3 separate regions of the Zea mays genome follow, and all the other regions are linked to region 2. The links are chromatin contacts, called in public Hi-C maps. All regions are on one chromosome and are shown on one strand. The core of a region is the stretch at or near the end of the contact, and the rest is flanking DNA. Distances in the headings are between cores, read along the strand shown. Region 1 holds the start of LOC103632538 (DNA-binding protein SMUBP-2). Region 2 holds the start of LOC100383418 (flowering time control protein FPA). Region 3 holds the start of LOC100282824 (myb family transcription factor-related protein).

What was found. A called contact is a pair of places that touch in the nucleus more often than the background predicts.
Region 1: a Hi-C map of ear shows a contact between it and region 2, with 4 times the contacts expected there. The contact joins the promoter of LOC103632538 here to the promoter of LOC100383418 in region 2. A contact is called at or near these places in 7 of 25 Hi-C or Micro-C datasets (ear, endosperm, leaf and 3 more) and 1 of 3 datasets of contacts at active chromatin or transcription factors (leaf).
Region 3: a contact with region 2 is called in a Hi-C map of leaf, with 2.9 times the contacts expected there. The contact joins the promoter of LOC100282824 here to the promoter of LOC100383418 in region 2. A contact is called at or near these places in 5 of 25 Hi-C or Micro-C datasets (bundle sheath, ear, leaf and 1 more).

The regions. Positions count from the first base shown.
Region 1 is chr7:87,401,322-87,405,295 of Zm-B73-REFERENCE-NAM-5.0, reverse strand. LOC103632538 (DNA-binding protein SMUBP-2) reads left to right here and starts at 1,564. Exons shown (of 6, transcript XM_008654308.3): 1 at 1,564-2,732; 2 at 2,810-3,102; 3 at 3,299-3,974. The coding sequence starts at 2,426.
Region 2 is chr7:87,057,159-87,060,795 of Zm-B73-REFERENCE-NAM-5.0, reverse strand. LOC100383418 (flowering time control protein FPA) reads left to right here and starts at 1,378. Exons shown (of 5, transcript XM_008654306.4): 1 at 1,378-1,514; 2 at 1,591-1,965. The coding sequence starts at 1,512.
Region 3 is chr7:87,483,222-87,487,195 of Zm-B73-REFERENCE-NAM-5.0, reverse strand. LOC100282824 (myb family transcription factor-related protein) reads right to left here and starts at 1,560. Exons shown (of 6, transcript NM_001412424.1): 1 at 1,085-1,560. The coding sequence starts at 1,268.

The DNA.
Region 1 (3,974 bases), core at 315-2,814, 340 kb before region 2:
CCCAATGGCCAATAATGCCGCAGTAGCAGCACCTGTCGGAGTTGCGTGCCGGCGGCGTGCTCTTATCTCGCGTCTCCGAGCTTGAACTGCCGCGGGCCTTGCCTCTTGCTGGACGACGCCGGCCGCGGCCCCTGGACCCGCCACCTGTGCGGCTGTTCTCCTGCTCCTTAGCCTTGTACCTCTCGAGCCACTGTTCCTCCCTATGGTACAGTTTCCCGGAGTCTAGATTCTGCTTGGACTCCGGGTCGTCTTTGGACGCCAGGAGACGTCCAGTGACCTCCTTGATAGACAGGGTAGAGATGTCAAGCAAAGTTTCCATGGAAACAACAAGCTGTTTGTACCTTCCGCGAGCGATGCGCAGATATTTCTCGACGACCTTCGTAGGATCTTCAGGGTCACCCAGTGTAGCGAGCTGGCTGACGATGTTGGTGAGGCGTAGAGAGAAGTCTTCCACGCCCTCACCCTCCTTGAGCGCCAGCTCCTCATACTGGCGGCGTACGCGTTGCGCAGTCGTCTTCCTCACGCGGTCGTCGCCTATCCGCATGATACGGACAGCTTCCCACGCCAGCTTCGCTGTCAGCTTGACGGCGAGTGTGGACACCATCTCTGGCGGGATGGCACTGCACAATGCGTCTAGTGTCAGCCTATCCTCCGGCTCGCTGACGTCATCACCCAGATCGATGGCCCGCCAGAGGCACCGAGCCTGCAACTTGATCTTCATGAGAAGCGCCCAGTCGTTGTAGTTTGTCTTGGTCAGCATGGGGTATGTCGTGGGTCCGGCTGATGAGATCCGCTCCACGATCCTCTCAACCACTCGCTCGCCGTCGCCACCGTTCCTGCGCCGATGCGGTGGCGATCTCCATTGTCGACGATGAGGCGGAGTCAGGGAACGCTCTCTCGTTGGAGCTGACATGACGTATCGAACTTAGCTCTGATACCAAGTGTTAGAAATGAAAACCAAACAAACTCACAAGCACTGGATGGACTCAAGAGAATTTGTGCCGCTAATTCTTGCGACGTTTTCTAATGCACTTTATAACAAAAGCAAAGGAGTACAAGTAGAGTCCGAGCGTCTCCACGATGTACAGTATTGACGTGTCCATCCCACGTCCGCATACCGCGAGTACGTCCGCGTCCTCAGGCATGCGTGCGACTCGCTGCCACTAACCCACTATTGCATGGCGTCCACAGAAGCTCATGCGACCACAATCGCTGCCACTAACCCACTAACTAGCTAATGCATGCAACTAATCGTGTTGACTACGTATCTAATGTGATAAGGCTTATTTTTTCAACAACCTCTTCTAGATATAATCGTTGGAGGACCATTTCTAATAACAACTTCTTAAATTTATATTTAGAAATCTATCTAGAGAACGAACTACTGCAGATGCTCCCGGTCTCCTGCTGTGTTCTCCTTCCAAACTCTATGCCGTGAGATCGGTGTGTGGACAAATTCTTGCCATAAAATAGCTTGGTGGGCTGTGGACAAATTCAGTGCCCCGCCATCCACCAATTCATGATGATGTTTTTAAGGCAACGACGTGTACGTAGCATTATGTCGACCACAGGAGCTGAAGCCTGTGTTGGCGGGCTGCGGGCCACTTGCTTGCATATGCCTCATCGAAGTTAACTTGCATGCTCAGCTCATTCCCTTCCTTAGCTCTCCTGCTTCCGCCATTGCTAGCTTTGGCCGACCATGTCACCTCATCATCGGCATTTTACGTCCCAGTTTTCTTCTTCTTATTATGCCCCCGTGCGACCCCAAAGAAGGAGAGAACTGAAGCTGCTTCCACTGCCTGATTATTCCCCAACCAGTTGTTACCATTCAGGTCATCTCCGACTAGTCTCACCTGCAGTGCCCTACGAGCGAGCACTGTCAGCACTTGTTGGTCGCCATTCCTATCCCACCAGCAGCCATGGCGGCCGTGACGACAACGCCATCGTCGAAACCAAGGAAAGTAGGAGAAGACCAAGGAAGGGGAAGAAAACAGCGCCCAACCAAGGCGTGCGTGCACCATCGTCGTCGGAGTTGTCGACTAGGACGGCGCAGAGCGGCGACCCCCTTGGGCGAAAGGAGCTGGGGCAACACGTGGTGCACTGGCTGAAGCAGGGCATGCGCCAGATGGCCTCTGAATTCGCTTCCTCAGACCAGCCAGAGACACAAGGTAACAAGGCATTCCTGTGGTCTGATGGTGGGCACGCGGCCCACGCGGGGTTTGTAGCGCAGGCACAGGCACACCTTTCTGCCACTCCCATGCCCAAGGGACAGGACGCTCTGTGCCGCACGGCCTCCGCTCACTACCCCACGCTGTTCGACAACTTCCAGAGAGAGCTCCGCGATGTCCTGCTGCGGCGGTAACAAGAGGGCCTTCTTGTTGATGATGACTGGCGCTCTACACGCTCGTGGGCGCTTCTGAAAGAGATGGCTAGATCGGCGGAGCATCGGACGGCCGCACGCCGGTCTACTGCTCCTGTTCTGCACACCACGCTTGGCGTCAGCTTGGAGAAGACGAGGCTGATGCAGGCTAGAATCGATGGCTTTGTTCAGCAAATGACCGGCCTTCTTCGGCTAGAACGAGATGCGGAGCTGGAACTGGCCCAGGATCATGAGGTGAGTGCCGCCGGTACAGTGATGGATGGAATGCCGAAAAAGCCAGTGGTAGCTCATGGTCAGGCCCAAGAGGATGGTGACACCATTTGCAATTTGAGAGTCATCAGCAGCTCAACCGGTATGCTTTTTTTCTTTCTTTTTACTTGGTTTCATTAATTAACCTTTGGTCAGTGACTCATGTTTCCACTGGTGCAGGATTAACTGGTCAACATCTAGTCTTATTCAGAGCCGAGGGAAGCCACAGACTTCCTGCAACCAGACTCTCCCCTGGAGACACGGTTTGCGTGAGAGCATGCGACAGCCAGGGCGAGGTTGCCGCTTCAACTCCTTGCTTGCAAGCCTCCGTCCATAATCTCGGTGAGGATGGACGCAGCATTACGGTTGCATTCAGATCACGCCGCGGCGGTGAACCTGCCTTCTCCAGGTTCCCAGGGAAATTTGCGCGTATTGATCGCATACAGGCTCTAGCAGATGCAGTTACATACGAGGTAATGCGATCTGTTAGAACACTCGTGTTCCTTTCTTTCTTGGCTCCTTTGGATTGCCGGATTTTCCTCCTATTTTCTGTGTTTTTTCTGTGAAAATAAACTGATTCCTGTAAAATTCCTATATGATTTCTCTGAAATTACTGCATTCCAAAGGAGCGTGCTAAGAGTTTGCTCTGTTATTTGGCTGTCTCTGCAGCGCAACTGCGAAGCACTGATGGCTCTTCAGAAGAGAGGGTTACAGAAAAGAAACGCATCCATCGGGGTAGTGGCCACTCTGTTCGGAGACAAGGAAGACGCGACGAAGCCGGAGAGAAACAGTCTGACGGATCGTCGTGGACCAGAAGCACCTGACGGCGGTTCGCTGGAGACGCACAGCCACAGCTTCGACACCTCCCAGTCGAGGGCTCTCGCACTGGCCCTGGACAAGGAGAGGCCAGTCCTGGTGATCCAGGGGCCTCCTGGAACAGGCAAGACCCGTCTGCTCAGCTACCTCGTCGCGCGCGTGGTGCGCCGGGGTGAACGCGTGCTCGTGACGGCTCCAAGCAACGCGGCGGTCGACAACATGGCGGAGAGCTTGTCAGCGAGTGGGCTGAAGAACATTGTGCGAGTCGGGAACCCTTCCAGGATATCTCCGTCTGTGGCTCCCATGTCCCTGGGGCAGATCGTGGCCACGAGGCTCGAGAAGCTCACCCGAGAGTTCGAGACGAGGAGATCTGCCCTGAGAAAGGACTTGAAGCGTCGCGTACAGGACGGCGGCGACGGTTCTTCAGTTCGTCAGCAACTGAAAAGGCTCGGTAAGGACTACAGGAAGGAGAAGAAGGAAGCAGTCAGGGAGGTTCTGGCAAACGCCGAGGTGGTGCTGTCGACTAACA
Region 2 (3,637 bases), core at 129-2,628:
GCTCTTTTTGTTGTGTCATGTGACACAATTATTCTGATGCTTCGCTAATTTGTTGTTTTGTAGTTGAGAAACTCGAAACAACTTATCCCGTTGGTTCTCGATTTGTTGATGGATAACTTTCAGTTTTTCAAATTCTAAATCAGGACCATCTTTCGGTGGAGGACCCACAACCTTTCTTTTCTCCTTTTGTGCCTCGAGAAGACATGCTTCTTCATCCTAGTTCTGATTAATGGGATAAAGAACCGTAGCAGGAGCTGTAGACTTTTTCAGAGGCACGACGAAAAGATGCTTGCAGTCGTGAGTTTACCGACGGTGGGTGCTAATGTTGGTCACTTGTTTTAATACCTTCAGATAGATCAAAATAGGGCAACACAACTAATAATAGAAAACCTTCATTCCTTTACCGAAGGATAAACCAAAGGAAGAAGATTATAAGAATAAAAGAACTTTTGAGTCAAATACAATTGTTCAAAAAAGAATAATTACTGCCGAGTTTTTATCATTGCTCCTCTTCAATCACAAACAATTACAAGTGTACCTTCCCATGGCTCTAGCTATCTCCGACGTCGTTCCTACTAGACATCGGCTAGGGTTGTTGAAGGAACAGAGCTATGCGCCTTAGGGAAAGTGGATGAAAAAGAACGAATAGTTTTTTTTCTATGTAATCGGTGGGAATGGTGGATAATTATTCCCTAACTTCACAAGAATATTGAAAAACAGTGTTGCAAAAATACTCTTTTTGTTGCTTTATAAAAAAAGGTAAAGCTAGTCCCAACTTCACATTTTTTGGTGAAGCTGAGTTGAAGTCTGAAATGTTTGGCTCAAGTTTTGTGAAGTTGAGTCGATTTTCGTGAGTGAAGCAGTCCAAACACCACTTAACTATGATCGTTATTTTTATTTAGGCTGTTTTCGATGGATGGTGCAAAATAGGGGACGCGATATTATTTGACACTATTTGCAGAGTGAAGTTTGAAATAAAAAATACGATAGTGATGTAATATATGATCTGCTGGAGATGGCCTTACACCTGAATTCATAGTAATTTTTTATTTACTCACACCCATATAGAGAGGTACAAACATGATATATTAGGAGAGATTTGATTTTTGCCATTATAAAGAATTGGCTTTGCAAAATTGTTATCATACCACATTTATGAACTCACAAGTCAAAGACTCGGTGGTAATTATAGGCAATTATAAACCAGAAGATTCTTTTAGGACTATTTGGCAACTCTAGTTTTCTAAGTGATTCTCATTTTTTTTCAATTTAAAATAAACTAATTTTCTTTAAAAAATAAAAATCCTTTAAAAAATTAGTTGCCAAATAGCCCTTAATGGACTAAAAAATTCCAAATTTCTCGATACATCAGGGTCCGTGATTGAAATCGACAAAAAAATTAAAGAGAAAAACCATTCTCGGCTTCCTCATCCGTCCCATCGAACCGCAAACCCTAACCTTTCGATTGCCGCCGCCCGCCGCTCGCTGCTGCCCGCCGCTCGCCGCGGCCAATGGTACAGCTCCATCCTTTATCTCTCACGTTCGTGTTAAACTGCAGCTGTCCTGATCAATCTCGACCGGTTTTTGCAGATGGCGAGGGGCCGCCGCGGCCCGGGTGGACGGGGGAGGTTCGGCGGCGGCCCGCTGGGCGACGAGCGGCCAGTCCGTCACGGCGTCCGCGTCGAGGAGAACCCGTACTTCCCATTACCGCGTCGGGCGTCGGGCTGGGGAGTGGCACCGCCGTCGCGGCACCTGTGGGTGGGTGGCCTGGCGCCCAGCGTCACGGCGTCCGACCTGTCGGAGCTGTTCCTCCGGTGCGGCGACGTCGAGGGTGTTGCCCGCGAACCCGGCCGGAACTTCGCGTTCGTGAGCTTCCTGCGGGAGGGGGACGCTGTGGCCGCGGTGCGGGAGCTCCAGGGGGCTCGCCTGGCTGGGGCGCCTGTTAGGATCGAGTTTTCCAAGGGGGTCAGTGTTGAACATCCTCTGTTCATTATATGTTTATTTAATTTGACTCCAAGCAATTATCGGTGCGGTGTTCTTCTCTTATCTTGTGTACAAAACCTAAGCCTTTCAAGAAAGGCTGAGTATCAACAATTAAATTTAGGGTTCACAGCACTGCCCCCGTCTCAAATCGGTTCAAAACAGGTATGCCCGGAAATGTGCAGGAACAGAGAGTAGAAGGCTGTTTCATGAGCCTGGCTAATGAAGAATCTCAATGTTCACCTGCACTGAAATTCTACCAGTGCAGGATTTATTTAGTCAGCACCATTGGTCACAGGTTTCACTGAATCTGAACAATTACACCCACAGTGTCTCTGCATTTGTGACCCTTGTCAGATGTCCTGCAAAGGGCAAATGATAACCATATTGGAGGAACATAGCTAGGATTATTGCATGTATCTTCCCCTTGCCATCACACCCTAAATCATCAATACTAGAAAGTACCTGCTTGAGTGTTGCTGTTGTCTCGTGTCAATAGTTCACCAATAGCTATGAGGCACTGAGTAATTTTTTCTATTTATTTAGGGCAACTCTTGCCGCGCAGTTCTTAGAGCATCTTCACTAGTTCCCAAAAAAACTTCCTAAATTTAATTTAGGGTGTTAGTAACCAAAAATCATGCTTCAACAGTTCCTTAAATGAGATCCCTAAATATACCAACTTCTTAAATATCCTTATTTAGTCCCTAAACTTGGGGTCTTGGGAGTTGTTTCGCACTCTCAATAGCCTGTTTTGCTCATCAATCACACCGTGAAATCACTTGTCTAACATCGAGTTCGCACACGTGTACAAGTGATACATTTTAAATGATCTAAGCTGTAGAAATGATGAATTTACCATCGAGTTAGCATAATTTAAAAATATTTAACAACCTAAGAATTGGGAACCGTTGGAGGCTAAGGTTGTTTTTGTTCCCAATATATATTTAGCAACTTGCTAAATCAGAGTTTAAAGGGCTTTTTTAAGAGAACTAATGGAGATGCTCTAGGTCATATCTGGGGCGTCCTTATATTTAATCAAAGGTCGAATGTGCTCATGGCTTGAAAAATCCTTTGTTCATTTGATGTTGACTTCTATGGATGTTTCATATATAGTGCATCTCGCGATGTTGAATAATTAGGGAATCTATTAATGCATGTGAAAACTACAAGAACACTTTTGGGGTTGTTAGTGTTTGGGGAAGGCCATACCTCCTGCTGCCGCTAAGACGCACTCGAGAATCTTGGCTTGAGAGACTGACTTTGGGGCCCACCGTCTCAGCCAAGGGAGAGGCCTGACTCTGACATTATATAGAAGTATCTAGATAGGATGACTCCTCGGCTGCTAGAAGGCACAGATGGTTTCCGAGCCACCTAGGTGCTATGAGGCCTAGGGCGCCTAGTGCCCTAGGACCTTCTAGAGGTAAAATATCCTAAGTCCCCAAGACACCTTGTGTCGCAAGCCCTCCATGCCTCGGAGTAACCATGCGACCAAGACCTCGAGGCATCCTGTGCCAAGGGGCACTTGTATGAGTCCTTGGGATCCTCTCGGGGCACTTATAAGCCAAAGACCTCAGGACATTTTATGACAAGGGGCACTCGTATGAGTCCTTAGGACTCCTCGTGTCCCTGGGCACTTATAAGACTAAATTTCTAGGGC
Region 3 (3,974 bases), core at 311-2,810, 430 kb before region 2:
CATCCAAATGGACCCGGTGGCAGTGGTGACTGCTCTGCCCCAGTTCACACAAAAAATAACGGTGGAACACCAAAACGACAAGGAAACATATACTTCCTTTGTTTTGAATGTTTGACATTATAGCTGAATTTCCAGGATATTTGGCGCCAAAAATGAATCTATATAAAAAATTACAGAAATAAAATGCTTGAAACCTAAAATTTGAACAATAAAAAACTATATAGAGTGCAAATATGCAAGAGCCAAGCTTGTGTATAATAAGCAATCCCTTCGTTCTAAATTATAAGTTGTTCTGGTTTTTCTAGATGCATAGCAAAAGCCATGCATTGAGATAAACTGTATGTCTAGATGCATAGCAAAGCTATGTACCTAAAAACTAAAAAAACTAGAATGACTTATAATTTGAAGAGAGGAGTATCTCAGAGAAAACATTATACACTTCTTGCTAGCCCCAACAGATCAATTTCCAGCAGCCAACATTACTGTTGGCGCCGAAATCCGGAAAGCCGACCGTCCGCGTCACCACCGCGGGCCGTCCTGCCCGGGGCGGACAGTCCGCATGTCACATTTTGCGTTCAACAATTACGTTAAAAAATCCACACTAATCAACCTTCATCAATACAGGTCACCATAACATAATGACCGGACACGATGAACATGACCCATCTTCTCTGCATGCAGCAGAAACACAGGCCACATCTCTCAATATGTTCCATAGCAAGAAAGCAGATAAACTTCATTCATGCACGCCCCAAATACCATGTTACCTCGGGCACGCTAGATCTGACATCGGAAGCGCAAATGCACGGCGCACTTATCCAAACGACTTGCGTTTAGCTCGAGCCTAAATTCCAGGATTTGTACACTAACGATCAAAACTTTCCGACGGTTTCAGCGCAAGCATCCTCAATCCGGAACGGAACCTCGCGCGCGCCACGAAATCTCGGCTACCGAGAGACCAAGGAAGACACCCAATGGATGCACTAACCAACAAGGCAACAAGCACGCAATGCTCTCTATTCCAATGCCAAAACCAAGGACCGCCAAAGTTGCGAGATTGGAGAGGGAGGAGAGGGTAGCTCACTCTCGGGTCCGCCGAGCTGGGCCACGGCGTCGACGAAACGCTCGTGGAGGTCGGCCGTCCACCGTAGCCTGGGCTTGGGGTCCGCCGTCAGTACAAGGCTCGGCCCACCGGGGCCGGAGCGCGGTGGCCCATCGCCGGGAGCGGTAGCGTCAGGGCGGTGGTGGATCAGGCCAGGCGGGAACATCTGCTCCTCCTGCCGCCCCCCGCGAGGACAGAGAGGGTCCTTCTCCTTCCCTCAAAAGCGAAGGATGCAATCCGAGGAAAAGTCCTTCGGCTTTCTCTCTCCCCTTTCTTGCTGGTTCTTGCTTCTGCTGCTGCCGCTTTCCACTGGCAGCGATTCCTCCAACTTCTTCAGCCCTGCTCTCTCTCTCTCTCTCTCTCTCTCTCTCTCTCGCTCGCTCGCTCTCGATCGAATTGTGTTTAGTAGCTCTCTGGTGGCGCAAGCTGCAAGGCTCCCATTTCATTATTGCCGTAATGATATTTGTTAGTGCAAAGCAATGTCCTTTTCTGACACCGTCATTGAAAAATTACATCTGACTTGATAAACACTGCATCTGGTTAGTCAGTAGAGCCATCATCGTCCCAGAGACATATAACAGCCCACCTCTTAAAAATCCTTTCTTAATCTTGATTGATTGGTGTAGAATGAAATCCTGAGCTGTTGGTGACTGCACAATCATTGGAGCATGGAAATTTCATCGCCCTTTTGCTTTTTGTACTTGCGCTTCTCACTCCTCTGTCCTCTTGCTCTCGCTCGTCACTCTCCTGTCTGTTTGGTGCGGCCAAATTGGCAATTGGGCTGACACAATAATAATTAATTAATCAGATCTTGCTTGCTGAAAATATAAAATGGAGTGGACGGCGGCACAGGTGACCGCTCAACCTGAACAGAGACTGATTGGTGCCTCCTCTCCAATTGTTTAGGCATTTTCATTCTGCTCTTTTGCTGTGTTCCTTGCTTGCAAAATATTGTCTTGCACGTTCATGTCTAGATCCAGACGTCATCACCTTTCCGGATAAGAAACTATTGATGTTATTAAAATACAGCTCAGATTACTAGTACTTCGATCAATTGATTAGTCTATCTTCAGCAATTTATTTATCCATATACTAATACTCAAACTTCACTCTGTGAATAGTGCAGTCTACAGTGTGAAACAATGTTTTAGATGATCATATAGATAAACTGTTGGACACGGTATTATAATGTTGGACCAGATTCAATTTTCGCAAGGGCTAGAAAGAACCTGATGTTGGCCCAAAATAGTTCACTCCAAAGCCTAAAAACTTTTCACTCCTTCCATTCACCTCTCCTTGTCCCCTCACATTTAAATGATAAAAGACTAAAATTACATACAAATGAGGATTCGAACAATGGTTATTGACTCTAAAGCCATATTCACACCCACCTAGACAACATAATATGTATGTATTGTGACTTTGTGTTTTATATTCTATACTCTATCATAAATAGAAACAGTAACAACGTGCAGTGTCTAGATAATGTTTATTTTTTAATCAAATATTGAAATATAACATTTTATTTGTGAAATGGAAAGTGCCTAATAGCTTTGCAGTTACTAGTAATAAACAAGGACAACTTAGTGGTGACAAAAGTATTATGATAAATATTGACATGCAAAACGACATTGTGGCAAGGACAAAAATATCCAATTTAGGGATTGTTTGGTTAAGAGTGGATTAAAGGGATTGGAAGGGAATAAATCTCCCCTCTTCAATTTTGAATAGAAAGAGATTTAATCCTCCTCAATCCTCTCTAATCCCACTTAGAGATGGCAATGGAGACCCGATCCCCGATTCCCCGTAGGGAATTCCTCTATTAGGGGATGGGGATGGAAAAATTTCTTCTCCCGCGAGGATTTAAATGGGGAAAATTCTTCGCCGACGGGTAAACGGGGATCCCCGTTCCCCACGGGGACCCGTTAAACTTACATGTCACAATGTTTTCATATAATAGTTAATGATAAAATAAATAATTATCTTGCCAAGAGATTACTCGTTGTATAAATGCATTCATTTTAATGTACACATAATGATTTTTACATCTAACAATGTGTATAAGTGACAAGGTTTTATATTAATAACAAATGAAGTACGATCTATTTATAATTTAAGCGGGGACGGGGATCCCCGACAGGGATTTATCCCCGCGGGTAACGGGGATGGGGAAGAAATGTCCACGTTCGTGGGGATCCCCGCAGGGATTTTTTTTGAAACTTAAATTACTGTAGGGAGAGCCTACAGTATTTTTATTGCATGAGGAGAGAAAGGGAAAGTAGATACAGAAAGGAGAACGAAAATTACAGAATAGAACACTGAATCCAGGTTTTAATTTTATCTCCTTTCACTGGCTTAACTCGGTGACACAATAAGTTCATTTCTGTTTTGAACATGTCCCGACATTCTTCCACCGTGGGCGGAATCTCATTGAACACCCAATTGTTTCAGCTTTTCCAGATGCACCAGGTTAATAGAATGATAGTTTCAAGTTTCCATGGGACTTGCCAACGTCTTCTGATCCTTAGAATGGTGTTGATCAAGTCAGTTGATCGTGACGGGGAGATTCCTATAAAGGACCAGCATCTCCTAGCAAAACAGCATCGGAAAAAAAGATGGGTGGCTGTCTCTTCAGCTTGTAGAATATAGTTGTCACAGGTGTATGAATCCAGTAACATAGCTCGTTGTCTCAGAAAAGCCCGGGTATTTAATCTGTCCTTAAGTAAGAGCCAGAAAAAGACCTTGTGTTTGGGTTGGCATTTTGATTTCCACAGCCAAGTGTAGATGGGATGTGTCCACTGGTTGCCCATCAAGTGAGAATAAATCTTTTGTGATGAAAAGAAGCTAGAAGAAGTAGTGCAGATCCATTTGT